Linked DNA regions of Mus musculus: all the other regions are linked to region 3. The links are chromatin contacts, called in public HiCAR-type and promoter capture Hi-C maps. All regions are on one chromosome and are shown on one strand. The core of a region is the stretch at or near the end of the contact, and the rest is flanking DNA. Distances in the headings are between cores, read along the strand shown.

Region 1 (4,481 bases), core at 206-2,705, 1.6 Mb after region 3:
TTGAAAACCTACCACTTTGGAATGGCTATCTTTTTCTAGGTACCCTCAGTTACCATTCAAGACTCTTTCTGCTTAAGAGCAAAATCCCAATAAACACAGTTGTAGACGATGTTGTTGCATGGAATTAACAGAAATATTACTCATTTGAAAACGTACTTAGGATTATTTATTAACTGGGGTGTGTGTGTAGGCCGGAGGACACGTTGCTAGTGACATCCCACATGGGTTCTGAGGAACCAATTGGGGCAAGTGACCTTACCCACTGAACCATTTTGCCAGGAAACGACCCTCCCACAGGGGTGGGTGAGGGGAAATGTTTTTAGTAGTGGTTAAAAGTAACATACATGCTAAGACCCAGGACACAGGAAAGTACTACTGAGACACACATAGCTACTGAAGCCCAAACTAATCACATGATGAGCCCTGCCTTCTCTGATTTCTGCAATGGAACCACATCCCCTAATCCCTAAGCATTTGAAAGCTATATAAAGCTCCTTTCGAGGCACTTGTTCCCCACAACTCTCTGCCAGAAAGTTAAGACAAGGGCATCCAGAGGCCTTAATGCCCGGACTGGAAAGCTCTGGGCTAACACCCTGATTAGAGATTAACTGCTTCTCCGAACACCTGAAGCATATTTTAAATGCTTCTCGATGTTCTCATTTCTGTGTGCAGATATCGCCTTGGTGCTGTATAAATTAGTCATACTGTAAGCTCTATTTTAGACTCTGTGTACAATACATATATAGAACGGCCCACAACGGTGAGAGACGTGCACGGACTCACATCCGAGCTGGGTGGGAAAGGCAGGTGGGCTCAACGAACGCGCTGATGCTGGTGAAAACTATCCCTCCTGCCTCCCCGTTCTCGATGATCTTCTTCGAGGTAGACTAGGCACGGAAACGGGGAGGACAGGCAGGCACCCCAGCTCCCCACCCATGCCGCCGGAAGGTCCTCACCTCTAGCTTGTCCGTCAGCTCCTTGTGCATCTGCTCGTACTGCCGGCTCATGTCCTGGTTCCTCTCGAGCAGCGCCTTGCCTAGTCGGGCCGCCAACACCAGATCCTTCTCCTTCTGGCGGATCACCGACAGCAGCTCGGGATCCTGGGTAGGCGGCGGCGGCAGCGGCGGCCCGTGCCCCTCAACCGGAGACTCCGGCTCCGCCTGAGGATGCTCGCCGGGCTCGGACGACCGCTCCCCGGCCGCCAGCAACGCCAGCTCCTCCTCTAAGGCCAGTTCCAGTTCCCCGGGACCTCCGGGGAAGGAGACGAGGGCGGCAGCAGTGGCGGGACTCCGGACTGCGTCCCCGGCCCCAGCGGGCAGCTCCATGCAGCAGGCGCTGTCCGGCTCGGCGGGTGCTGAAGCTCGGCCGGCCAAGCCCAGGCAGAAGGCGGACATGGCCCGCGCGCGCCGAGCCCGCAGCGGTGCGGCCCGGCCGGCGCGCGCCAGGCTGCAAGGCGGGGGGTGGGGATGGGGATGGCGGGGGAGGGGCCCCGCCGCGCCGCCCCGCGCTTCGCCTCGCCTTGCGCCGCGGCACGCGCCCCCCGGGTCCCCGCGAGCCCTGGGCGCGGCGCGCGCGGGCGGGCAGGCGGGCGGCCCCTCCCCCGCGCCGGCGACACGCGCCCCCGCCCCCGGGGGGCTCAGCTGCTGGCGCGCGCCCGGGACGCGGACGACGGGGGTGGGCAAGAGCGGCAGAAGGGGAGATTGAAGAGGGGTGGCGGGGTGCGGAGCGGGAGGAGAAGCCGCGCTAAGGATCGCCGCCGCGGCCGGGGTTCAGCCGCCCTGTTGCTGCCGCTGCTGCTTCTGCTGCCGCCGTCGCCGCCGCCGCCGGCCGGCCGGCGCCTCACGGGGAGGGCTGCGCTCCGCTGTCGCTGCGTCGCTCGTTGCTGCTGCTGCCGTCGGCCGCTCCTTGCAGCCGCGCTCCATGTCCCCCGGCTCGGCGGCAGCAGCGGCGGCGACGGCGGCTGCTGCTGCTGCAGGGGCCGAGGCGGCGGCTCGACATCGTTGGCCGCACAGCCCCGGAGCAGTCCTTCCTTCTTGCCTGCCCGGCCCCGCAGCTCACCCGGCCGAGGAACCCGCCCGGCTCGCCCGCCGGGCTCGCTCCTCCGCCCGCCCGCCCCGCGCTTCCGGCCGCGCCCCTCTTCCCCGCCCCGGGGGCCGGCGCCTGACGCGCGCGGGCACCTGTTCGCCGCCGCGCCCGCGCGGGATTCGCCGACGCTCCGCTCGCCTCGGCCGCGCCCAGGTGGCGCCCGCCTAACCCGGACGTGGCCTCACGCGACGCGGGGACGGATGCGCGCGCCGCCCGTGGGGAAGCTCAGCGCGTCCTGAAAGGCCGGAGCCTCTCCCTCCCGTGTGTGTGTGTGGGGGGGGGGGGTGGGGACGGCCACGCCCCCGGCCTGGAGCCACGCCCTCAGCCTCGTTCCCAGCTCTAGGTGTGGCCACGCCCCCTGCGCGCTCACCTAAGGGTGCGGCTCTACGTCCACCACTTCTCCGACTCCTCCTCAGCTTGGCGCTCGGCCACGCCCCCTGCCTCGTTTTCGCCGGGGCCACGCCCCCCGCGCTCGCACCTCTGGGTGTGGCCTCCTCCTCCTCCAGACTCCCACGCTCTCACCCCTGATGGCGCTCTGCAGCGGCACGCGTCCTCTTCCTCGCCTCCGCGGCCCCAGCCCGCAGCCTCTCTTCGGTTTGGGGAGCTGGCGGGAGCCCCATTTGGATTGGGTCTTGTGGTGGGGTATCCTAGCTGGTCTGTGGTCCGAGGGGGCTGCGGACAATTATGTGAGTCAGGGAGCCAGGCGGAGAGCCATTTGCAGTGCGGGATTTCTATCTGAACCCCTGCAAGAGCTAAGCAGTCGGGAGAGGGAGCCCTCGAGAAAAGGAGGCGGAGGAATGACTTGGAGAACCCAGCATCTTCATACTGATGACTCAGGGATATGAGAGAAAAGGGTTTGTGGAGAAATAACGGGAGAAAACAAAAATCCTGCTTCTAGATGGGGGATACAAAGCACAGACATTCCCCAGTAATAACTACCTGAGCCATGTCCAGCTTTTTCTTTGTTAGTTTTATATGCGTTATCTTAATCTCACAAGGGTTTTATAAGGTGTTGTCCTTCTTGCTGTTTATACATGGGAAGAAACTCAGACTCTAGACTTGGGTTCTGCCAGGCTGACTCTGGGATTCCCATTAAATTATTATTCTTTCTTAACATGTGACCCCCATCTGGGGGAAGATAAGCAGTGATTTACAAAGACGATGGGTCGACTCAGTACACTTTCCTGCGATGAGGAAAGAATGACGCTACAGGGTGACTGCGGGTCTCTTCTTTCTTTGATCGAGGTGGTATTTCGGGAGCCAGAACTGGTCTTTATTGTTTGCTTTTCCTGTTTAGCCACAACCTCTTTTTTTTAAAGTGAGGTCATACTTTACCTCTTTTTATCCTGGTGAAATGGAAATTTTAGGACACCCAGAAGTTGAGACGTTTCTCTTTGAGTTTTTGTTTGTTTTTTTTTATTAAATTCAGAGCCTAAACAATTACCTTGTATGACAATCCACTCCAGGACCCAAGGCAAGAATCCAAAAGTTCTCCAGCCTCGGGGCTGGCTTGGGGGGAAAGACAGGTGAAGTGTTATCACGTCAGATCTTAGAGCTAAAATAGGCACTCAGGCGCAGTACCATTGAAGCAAGGGACTATACCAGCACATTTTATTATGCCCTGCCACACATACCTTGGTCAGAATTGGTGGGTCTTGGTGGACTGCAGATGAAACTCCCCTTTGTCATGATTGAAGCACGGAAGGACAAATCTCTCCCTAATCTATAGAGAGACGGAAATGGAGAACAGGATTCCCTAATTAAAGAGAGCTTGTGCTATATGCTTTTCTTTAACACAGACAGACGCCTAGAAAAGAGTGGCTTGCTGGCCTTGAACTCATTGGTCTCTATCTATTAGGCTTAGTTGTTGCTATGAACTTTTTAAGGGTTATCTATTCACGATGTATCCCTGCTAGGTGTTAAACTTACTCTGAACCTGAAGGTGAATTTGCACTCCGGATCCTTCTGTCTCCACGTCTAGAGTGTTAAGATTAAGTGTGCACCCAGATAGTATTCATTTCATTGGCCATGAGTAGTATGTTTCAATGAATGTCCAAAAAAATCGTGTTAAATATGAACTATTCAGAATAGTGCTCCTTAAGTTGGTCTCAGAATCACTTAACACTCTGAAAATTATTGAAGACATTAAAAAACATTGTTTAGCATGGGTTTAGGTATTGATATTTGCCATATCAGACATTAAAGGTAGAAAAATTTCTAAATATCTCATATTTAAAATACTCCTAATAAGCATGTGTTAAAATGTACTTTATGAATAACCATGATATATCTCCAAATTAAAAAAAAATTAATGGTGCCACACTGTATAGTCCTAGCACTTAGAAGTCAGAGGCAAGTGGATTTCTGAGATTGAGGCCAGTCTGGTTTACACAGTG
Region 2 (4,915 bases), core at 492-2,991, 1.7 Mb before region 3:
GGTGTCCCAAGGCTCCCACCCCAAGCAGAAGGCAAAGCCGAAGCAACCTGACTGAGAGTGATGTCCACTCCTGGAGTCAAGGAAAACTGCTGGTGCTCATGCCTCACCTACTGGCACCATCCTGGTGTCGGCTGAATAAAGCATCACTTGACTATAATGTTTAGGAAGTCAAAAACACGCACACTGAATATTCATGGAACTCTTAGGCTTCTAGGAAAAGTACAGGAACAGGGAGAGGAGAAGTCAGCTTCTTCTCGAGCTGCTGAGCCGGTGTTAAGCTTAACACCCACCCTCCTCCATGGGTGATACCATCAGCCCTGACGGTTTCCTCTTTAGGAAAAAGGGGAAAAGCCCCAGAAAGGTGCCTTTTTTGGCACCTGCTCTTTGAGAAAGCCCAGGGTTCCCAAGATTCTATGTGAGACTCTCACCTGGTGTTCATAGACTCTGAGGAAACTGTAACTCCAAAACTGCTTTCATCAGCCAGGTTTCTTCGGATGTCCTGAGCCCCAGTCAGTGGTAATAACTGACTCAAGAAACCGAGTTCCCACCAACCTGCTCATGTCAAAAGCAGATGGATAGGATACCTCTCCACTGCCAGCCCTTCCCCTCCTCAGAACAGCCTTGCTTGCTCCGGACAAAGCAAACAAGAGCCCTCCCTTAGACAGAGCAGTAAACATTCAGCAAGGAGAGAGCCTAACCTCTCCACATGACCAAATCCAGCACTAAGAGAAGGAGCTGGGACCTGCCACTCACTTGAGTTCCAGGAGGCTGGCGGCCCCTTCGCCCAGGGAGGGACACACAAGTCCAGAGCTGATTTGTGACAAGAGAACAAACTCTGGTTTTGGTAGAGTGTGTGGCATCAGGATAATAGGTAGACACACACACTTCTGGCTCTCTTCACAGATCAGTTCCCATCAGGAACGGGCATCATGCAGCCCCGAACCTCAGATCTCAAAGATCAGCCGGCTCTGGGGAATAAAGGACAAATTCAAGTCCGATCAAAGATAACTTCTGACGTGAGGAATGCCTGGGGAGACAGTCTCCACTTGACCCAGTTAACCCGGATCAGATGACCAGCTCAGGAAGCTTTCTGATGACAAAGAGACCGGGTCACCCTGAGGTGAAGCCAGGCGACCCCGAACCCCCCCCCCCCCCCGCAAGGTACAGCACACCACAGGAGAGGATAGGGGGTAGCTGTGTTGCTTGCTATCCTCTCTACCAGGGGGCGCAGAGAACTGTCCGGAGACAAGCCCTCCCCTCTAGGGACCTTCCTCCTCACAGTCTCCCGCCAGTGTCACAGGCCCTGGAGAGAGTACGACAGAAGAGGTCAGAAAGATGCGTTAACGCAGGTAGTCAGGGGAAGAGATGGTGAGGTGAGGGTTACCTGGAAAAGTGGGAAGGAGGTTTAGGGCGCGTGACAATTCTCGGGACAGGGAGGTGGGTCAAAGTGGGTGATGCTGAGGAGGATGGGGGATCAGGGGAAAAGGCGAAGGAGGAAGCTGGAAAGAGAGAAAGAGGGGGAGGAGAAAAGGTGGGGGTGATGCTGCGCTGCGCGGTCCAGCTCGAGAGGCACTCAGCACGCAGCCGGTGCTAGGCGACCGCGGGCCCTGGGCCGGCCCGGGATGCAGGCGCGGGCGCCCCTAGCATCGTCCTCCTCTGCCCCGCAGCCCTGGAGACCCCGCTTACCTGCGCGGGCGGCTGCGGGGACCCGGGCGACGCCACTGCCCCAGGGACGCGGCCGCCCCCTGCCGCGCCCGCAGCCGCCGCCCGGCCGGAGCCGCGAGCCCCGCCGAGCCGGTGCCGCCCGCGCTGCGCTCCGCCACCCCGAGGACCACAACTCCCACAATGCCGCGCGCGCCTGGCGGCGGGGAGGGGGCGGCGGGGCGGGGCGGGACCCCCGGCGCATGCATCTGCCGCGCGTACCCGCGGGGGGCTCCGCGCGTCCCGCCCCACCGAGCATCGGGTGCGCGCATCAGGTCCGGGGGCTTCGCCTATCAGACGCCTTTGTTCCTCCCTCCCTCCCTCCTGCATCCCCTCCGCTCGGTCCTCCCTTCCGCATCTCCTCCCCTTGGTGTCCTTCCCCTCGCCCCTCTTGCCTGTGATGAATCCCACACACACTTCTGAGGCCCCGCGGACACGTGGGATGAAATTGCAAATGGAACAGCCTGGAAGATCCGCGGCTCCCGGCCCCGCCTGGGCGCTGCTGACTGGAGCTGTTGCAGACCTGGCGCCTGCCCACAGGGAGGCCCAGTCTAGCTAGCCACGGCCAGTTCTGCCCAGTTCACTGGAGGGAAAGGGGCTGCTCAGCCTGGCCTAGGGACACCGCGCTGCGAGCGCCCAGGGAAGCGTGGGCTCCTTGGAACAGTGCATGGGCGTTCTGGGAGCGTGGGGTGGGATGCCAGCCCACAGCCCATCTGTGTCTGTCCTCGAACCTACTGCTTCCAATCCCAGCATGCATCTTTGTCCTGGCCTAGAATCCTCATTTTTGTCCAGGATAAAATCACCTCGGGTCTGTCCCAGAAGCCCCCTGCCCTTCACCCAAGCTCGCACTTATACAGTTGGTGATAGAGAACCCACTTGCTTCACCCAGGACCCCTGTTTCCTGACTCAGAACCCACTCCATGCCCTGGAGTCTCCATCTTAGTCCCTTAAGCCCTTGTTACAATTCCAGGAGTAGAATAGCATCCCCCCCCCCCCCCACCACCACTTTTTATTTTAATACAGTGACTCAAAACGCGTCATTGGTTCAGCAAGGTTCTTTTGCGGGGACGCCACCAAGACACCTGACAGAAACCAATGGAGGTGGGAAAGCTCACCTGGGCTCACAGGTCAAAAGTTTTCAGTCCGTTATGGCAGAAAACGCATGGAGGGATGCTACACTTGTAAGCGTGTGATCTAGGCTCAGGAAATTGGGGCAAAACCAGGGTCAGTCTGTCCTTCAAAACCCACCTCTCCCGCCTACTTCCTGCAACCAGACCCACCTCCCGTTGTAAACTCCAGGGCCTCCACAATCGGTGCCATAGGCCGAGAACAAATGATCAGACCATGAATATGTCTTACATAGATTGAGAGCCTGTAAAATGCACTAAGGACGGTTGCCGATCCCGGGCTGACGACGGAGGGCTGAAGGCAACCCTGCTCCTTCTGAGTAACTGCTCTGAGTGGCTAGAGAAAGCATGCAGCTCGTGTCCTGCTTCACATTTAGCAAGTTGCCCAAATTTAGCCTCATCCACGGCCCTTATGCATAAAGAACACCGTCTTTCACACGGTCTTCCGTATGCGTTCCATTCCCAGACTACACCATCTGCAGTGCATTACGAATTAATCCTGTCGACGAACCTTGTAATTATCTGTGACCACTGTGATTACAGGGTTCCATGTTTGTTAAGCGTGTTTATTTGTTCGGCGGCCAGATTACAGACACGGCTCTGCTAACCTCTCTGGCCATTTCAGTTCTTTTAAATTGCTGAGAGTCTCAGAAGATGATAATCACTCCAATCTCTGTCGAGCTTCTAACGGCCTTAGTAGGTGAGTTCTGCCAGAAAAGAGTGTCCAGGACTTGCAGAGGGAACTCTGGGTGAGAGCCGAGGACACACTGCCACTATGTCACCAGAAGGGCAGAGACTAGGACTCGGTGAGTCTAAATTGCCTGCCTTTAGCCCAGCTGCCATGGTACTCTCCTCCCTCTTGTCTTGTTGAGGGCGGCCATTGCAGCCCACTGCAGGCTGCACACCCCATCATTATACCACCGTATGAGCTTGCAGGCCACCCAACTTCTTCTTTCTTCAGATGCTGTGTGTGTGGTGTGTATGTGTGTGCATGTGTGCATTTGTGTATTGTATATGTGTGTATGTATGTATGTGTGTGTATGTATGTGTATATGTGTGCATGTATGTGTGTGCATGTGTGTATATGTATGTGTGGTGTGTGTATGTGTGATGTGTATATGAATATGTGTGCATGTATGTGTGTGTATGTGTTTAGTGTATGTATGTGTGGTGTGTTTATATGTTTATGTAGTATGTATGTATGTATGTGTGTGTGGTGTGTATGTGCATGTGTGTGTGAAGGACTTGGAATGGAGAGCAGAGGGAGCTCCTGCATTTCCTACAGTGTCTAAGTAAACTTGTTTTTAGATAGAGTTTTGCTCTGTAGCCCAAGGCTACAGCTCGGGCTGTCAGGCATGGATGGTGGCACAAGCTCTTATGCCCTGAGCCATCTCACCCTGTAACCATAAATAGATAGAAAACAATTTTGGCAAAATTCAACACCTAAAAACTCAGAGCAAAGTAGAAGTGAAAAAAAAATGACTGTGAGCATGTGTGTGTGTGCATGCATGTATGTGTGCACGCCTAAGCATGCATGTGTGCATGTGTATTCATGTGTGCACATGTGTGTGGGTAAGTGCATGCCTGAGTGTGCATGTATGTGTGTGAGTGCATGCCTGAGAGTACATGAGTGCATGTGTGTGTGTGCGCACATGTGTGCATGCATGTGTGTGTGCCTGCGTGCGTGAAGAGAGAGACCCAGGTCTCAACATAACATATTTTTCTGATAGTGGCTGGAAGTTAGGAAAGTTTAACATCCCTTGCTCTGGATGCATTTTCAAAGTAGGGTATATGTTCATGAACTTTCCTTGCATTTTTTACATAGAAAAAAAAATCAAGGCAGTGAGCTTTCAAAGAGAGAAAAACAAAATTCACCAAGAGAAAAAATGGCTGCACAAGTCAGAGACAAAAGGCATCAGTCTAGAAAGATCTTCAAAGTGTCATGTCTGTAACTTCATGAGGCTGAGGTAGGAGGATTGCCACAGGTTTAATGTTAGCCTATAATATATATCTGAGTTAGAACAAATTTTGTATTGGTGTGTACTGCAGTGCAAATAATAAAATATGTAGTAATATTAATAACAAGA
Region 3 (4,692 bases), core at 1,153-3,652:
GTGCTGGAATTAAAGGCATCTGCCACCATGCCCGGCTATGAACCAAGTATTATGACAGCTATTCTTTCAGGAATTGAGCCCGAGTACCCAAGTGTGCTGACCGCATACTGAGCTGCAGTCCACCTGACCCCTTCTTCTGTCCCCATCTCTTCATAGCTAAGGAAACCAAGTCTTAGAAAGGTTAACTGACTTGAGGTCAAGATTTGAACCCAAGTCTGCCTGACTCAGAGCCAGTCTGCTCTGATAGTAAGCCATTTAACCTCTCCCAAGGTTAGTATCTGTTCTTCTATCTATAAAACATGGAGAGAATTGAGGGAGGTGGGTCCAGACAAAATTTCTCTTTGTATACCCATGGCTGTCCGGGAACATGTTCTTGTAGAGCTGGCTTTGAACTCACAGAGATCTGTCTGTCTCTGCCTCCCGAGTGCTGAAACTAACAGTGTGTACCCTCCTCCCCAGATAATGATGGTGATGGTGATGATAATGGTGATGACGATGATGATGAGTGTTTTTGAGACAGCATGTGGCTCAGGCTGGCCTAGAAGCTATCCAGACTCAGTCCCTCAATTGCTGGAATTACAGGGCAGGCCTGCATCTCAACCTAGCTTCAATTAATTACATATATACATATATAAGTTTCCCTAGTCTCATAATTTCTTTCTGTATATTTCACACCACGGATGGTACCCAAGGCCCTGTGCATGGTAGACAAGTGCTCATTTCGAGTGTGAATGAGACAAACCCTGGTTCCCCAGTTTTCAGTCTCTTTTAGCTATGGAAAAAAAATTAGTATGTAATGTCATGATGCCTACATTCTGGAAAGCTAAAGGCACATATGTCCTTTGCCATGATCACATGGTCTGCTGGGGTGTGAAAATTCATTCCACTAAAAGCTGACATCCCAGTACGTGTTCTTATTCTGAGCAACATTGTTTCAGTTTGTGGGTTGCCTTTGTATTCGGGGTGATCATTGGGCTCTGGGAACACAGTGTTTGAGCTCAGGGAGCGTGGCATGATTTCCTTGAGGAGGGCTGTCTGTTCTGAGAGTTATATTTTTTGCTTTGGGGTATTAGAAGCGGGTACCCTTTAGCATCGTGAAATGAAGCTGTCATTAGTTGGGGGGTATTTATGGATCTATTAACAGAAGCGTAAAAGTACAATTTTAATTCCTGAAAGCTGTGTAATGAAAAATAATTTGACCGAATTGAGAAGTAAATATGGCAACCCCCACAAACACTCAAGAGTCTCAGAGAGCCAGACCAGTCACACTAAAAGTCACTTGAGAGGGTTCCTCCGTGGCTTGAGGTTTGGGGGGGCACACCATTTTTAAAGTTACACATGCTAACAATACCCAGTCCTTCTCAACAGACCCAAGCAGAATTGACTTCCACCTGCCAGTTAAAAATTAAAACGGGAATCCTGGAATTTGCTTTAACAAAACACCATTGCTGTGGCAGGAAAGCTATCTGTAAATACCTCTGAAGGCCTCTCTGTCTTTTCCACTGCCTCTCTGTGGTTCCCACAAGATTCTCAGTGAAGTAGGTATCCCCAGAAATTTTCCAACCTCAAAGGAATGCATTCCTGGTGTGTCCAAGCCAAAGCATACTCCAGCTAGCTACCCCCCCCCCAACCTTTCATTCAGAAGACAAGAGTCTCAAGCCAGGACTCACAAGCCGTCTCATTCACGTGCTACACAAACAGCCTCTCCTCTAGGAAAGCATACGTGCTGTTTAGAAAGCAGTTTGCAACCTCACACCGTTCCTTTCCGAAAGACCTTGTAGGGGGGAAAAATCAGGAATTGCATAGTATAGGAGAAAGGCTGGAAAGGGACAGATGTCAGCCCTTGTCAATTCAGCCCACATTTCCAAACAGCATCCAATGCATTCTCACAGCCTAGACCTCAAACCCCCTTCGGGGTTGAGAGCGATTTCCAAGGGAAAACACAGAAACTAAGGATTCCCACAAGGTCCTGACAGATCTTGGGGGGGGGGGGGTAGGGAAATGAATGAGAAACAGAAGCTGGGCTGAGAAAATGGCTTGTCTCCTCCAGGCCCAATTCTTCCGTCTGTAACAGCATTTTCCAATCCAAGAGGCCGTGCGGGGATGCACCCCTGCAGGCTTTGCTCTTCTAAAGGGCGCCCTGCCAGCCTCCCTTCGCCCCCCGCGGTACTCACGGCAACTGCCTGAGCTGGAACAGATCCTCCTCCATGTCCGCGGTGCGCCAGGGCGAGCCTGGGCATGACCCTTACATGGTGGAGCAAGGGCCGGTGCTCCGGCTTTCAGCACCGGGATGCTGGACAGCTCTACCGCTTCCTCGCTGGGCAGCTAGCTGCTGGGGGAGGGAGCCCTGCCCGGGAGACAAAGCCAGCCGCTGCCACCGCCGGGAGACCGACAGGAGTGGGCGGAGGACGAGGGGAGGGCTGCGCGGTGGAGGGGGCGGGGCGAGCCCTGCTGCTCCCAGGAGCCCACGGTCCTCTGATTGGGGTGTCTGCGGGACACCCCGACCGTCCAGAAGAAGCCTCCCTCCCTGAGTATTTGTACGAATTGATTAATGTCCGTTTGATGTCCCGGAAGCTTAAGCTCTAGAACGGAGTATAGATTTCTGGAAATGTACTCCACGTATTACACTGCACCTATTAGGTGCCACCAGGCACTGTAGCACGCTGATGGCAGAACAGTTTGAAAAGATTGTTATCACAGAGCTGAGGGCCCAGAAAAGGATCCTGTTGGGTACTGAAGGCTAGAAGGCGGAAGGGTAACTCAGTTACTCAGCCAGCGTTGTGATCTTTGCGGCCTGTGATTCAGAAGTAAACAGCAGAGTCCCTGCCTTGATGCCCTTCCCTTTGAATGAAGATTCTCCACCCTCCCTTGAGCTCCTTGAATTTTCTCAAATGCATCTCAAGTGCCCAGAGGCATGTGCCTGACACATAAGAGCATGCTGGGTGAACATCCATCATGCCTGGGTGTGGTGGCACAGGAAGGGCGAAGCAGGAGGATCGTGAGTTCAAAGGCTGCCTGGGTTACCAGAAAGCTTGGGGACAGATGGGGCACATATCAAACCACATCTCAAAAGTTAAACAAGCCAGGCATGGTGGTACACAACTTGGATCCCCAGCAGTTGGAGACAGAGGCAGGTGAATCTCTGTGGGATCCGGGCCAGATAGGGCTACGAGGTGAGATGCTGTTGGGAGAGAGAGAGAGAGAGAGAGAGAGAGAGAGAGAGAGAGAGAGAGAGAGAGTTGTGCATAATCAGTTGACTCCATCCAAGACCATGAAGCCCCCTGGGTGTGGGTCTGCTGTCTGTACATTTAAATAGCTCCTCAGAAGCCTAGAGAACTCCAGGCTCTGGTGTGAATAAGTGGAGAAAGGAGAAAAATATTCACCTTCCAAGATGGTGACTTCCATGCTTCCCATGGACAAGAGCCATGACTGGATGGAGGATCACAGGGACAGAAGGAAGAGAGGAACGTTCTTTCCTAATGTTTTATAAGTTCTGTGTATGTGTGTGTACGTATATATGTTCATGCCTGTTGGGGGAGTAGGGTACCTCTAGAAGCCAGGAGAGGGTATTTGATTCCCTAGTCTTTGAGTTTCAGGCCCCTGATACAGGCCGTCTGGAAGAGCAGCAAGTGTTCTTAGCTGCTGAGCCATCTCTCCAGCCCCCACCACCTTTATATTTATAGTATGTGTATGGCTGTTTGACTGCACTTATAGTATGTGTGCCTCATGCACATGCATATACTTACAGAGACCAGAAGAGGGCGTTAGATCCCCTAGAGCTGAAGATACAGCTGGTGATGAGCAACCATGTGGATGCTGGGAGCCAAATTCAGGTCCTCTGGAAAAGCAGCCAGTACTCTCAACCATCTCTCCAGTCCCCTGTAAAAGAAGCTATTATTTGCCAGAAATGATTGTTGTCTCTGACGTTTACTGCCCCTGTCTGCTAACCTAGGCCTGGTCCTGGAAGCTTCTAGTCTCTGTTCAATCTAATCTAGACCTAGAAATGTTTTCAGCATCTGAGACTTGCTGCTGAATAAGCTCACCCTTTCTAGCTCTTTCTGAACTCTGGCTGGGTGGTCCACTCAGCAGTTCTGGCTCAAACTCCGCTCCAAGCTGATTGATTCGATCTGGTTTCTTATGGTTTCTCCTGAAACACTCAGCTTGGCTTCATACTAACTTTGGAAGAGATTTTTTTTTCTAATCTTCTGGCTCCTTCTCATTCTCTGGCTCATTCTGTCTCCACCTGTGTCTAGCTTGTCTTCTCTGCAACCTGTCTCTGTAAAGCTGCCTCTTCACCTTTTTCTCTGAGCTGCTCTCTATTAAGTCACCTCTATGTCCATCTCTTCTGAAAGTTGGGCATATCCTATTCTGTCAAATCTTTCTGTGATTCGTCACTTTGTCTGCCACTCAATTAGACTTCACTTTCAAGCATGTCTGCTTCCTTCTACAAACTAACTTTACCTTTATTGTTTGGGTATGCACTAAGAGTGTGTCTGCATTCCAGACAGAGGAATTAAAGGTGTGTACTAAGGCTGAGCCACACAACTAGAGAAAGGTTTTACCAGTAAGCAATGTAAGTTCAGGGTTCACAGTATCATCAAATTTCCTGCAAAGGTCCCTTCCCCACAACCATCTTGTTCATTCATTTATCTGTTTATTCATTTATTTATTTATTTTAGTATTAACAAAGTG

What was found. Promoter capture Hi-C pulls out the DNA fragments that hold promoters and counts their contacts. HiCAR-type assays count read pairs that join an accessible place to other places.
Region 1: a promoter capture Hi-C map of pre-B cells shows a contact between it and region 3, with 4 times the contacts expected there. The contact joins the promoter of Bicdl1 here to the promoter of Svop in region 3.
Region 2: a HiCAR-type map of astrocytes shows a contact between it and region 3, with 4 times the contacts expected there. The contact joins the promoter of Asphd2 here to the promoter of Svop in region 3. A contact is called at or near these places in 1 of 39 promoter capture datasets (the HPC-7 cell line) and 1 of 115 datasets of contacts at active chromatin or transcription factors (astrocytes).

Annotation. Positions count from the first base shown.
Region 1 is chr5:115,730,166-115,734,646 of GRCm38.p6, forward strand. Bicdl1 (BICD family like cargo adaptor 1) reads right to left here and starts at 1,456. Exons shown (of 9, transcript NM_001080808.2): 1 at 957-1,456. The coding sequence starts at 1,394.
Region 2 is chr5:112,393,032-112,397,946 of GRCm38.p6, forward strand. Asphd2 (aspartate beta-hydroxylase domain containing 2) reads right to left here and starts at 1,742. Exons shown (of 6, transcript NM_001357013.1): 1 at 1,687-1,742; 2 at 754-968; 3 at 429-552.
Region 3 is chr5:114,088,978-114,093,669 of GRCm38.p6, forward strand. It overlaps Svop (SV2 related protein), which reads right to left and starts at 2,403. Exons shown (of 16, transcript NM_026805.1): 1 at 2,175-2,403. The coding sequence starts at 2,209. Gm16108 (predicted gene 16108) reads left to right here. Exons shown (of 3, transcript NR_166617.1): 3 at 460-907.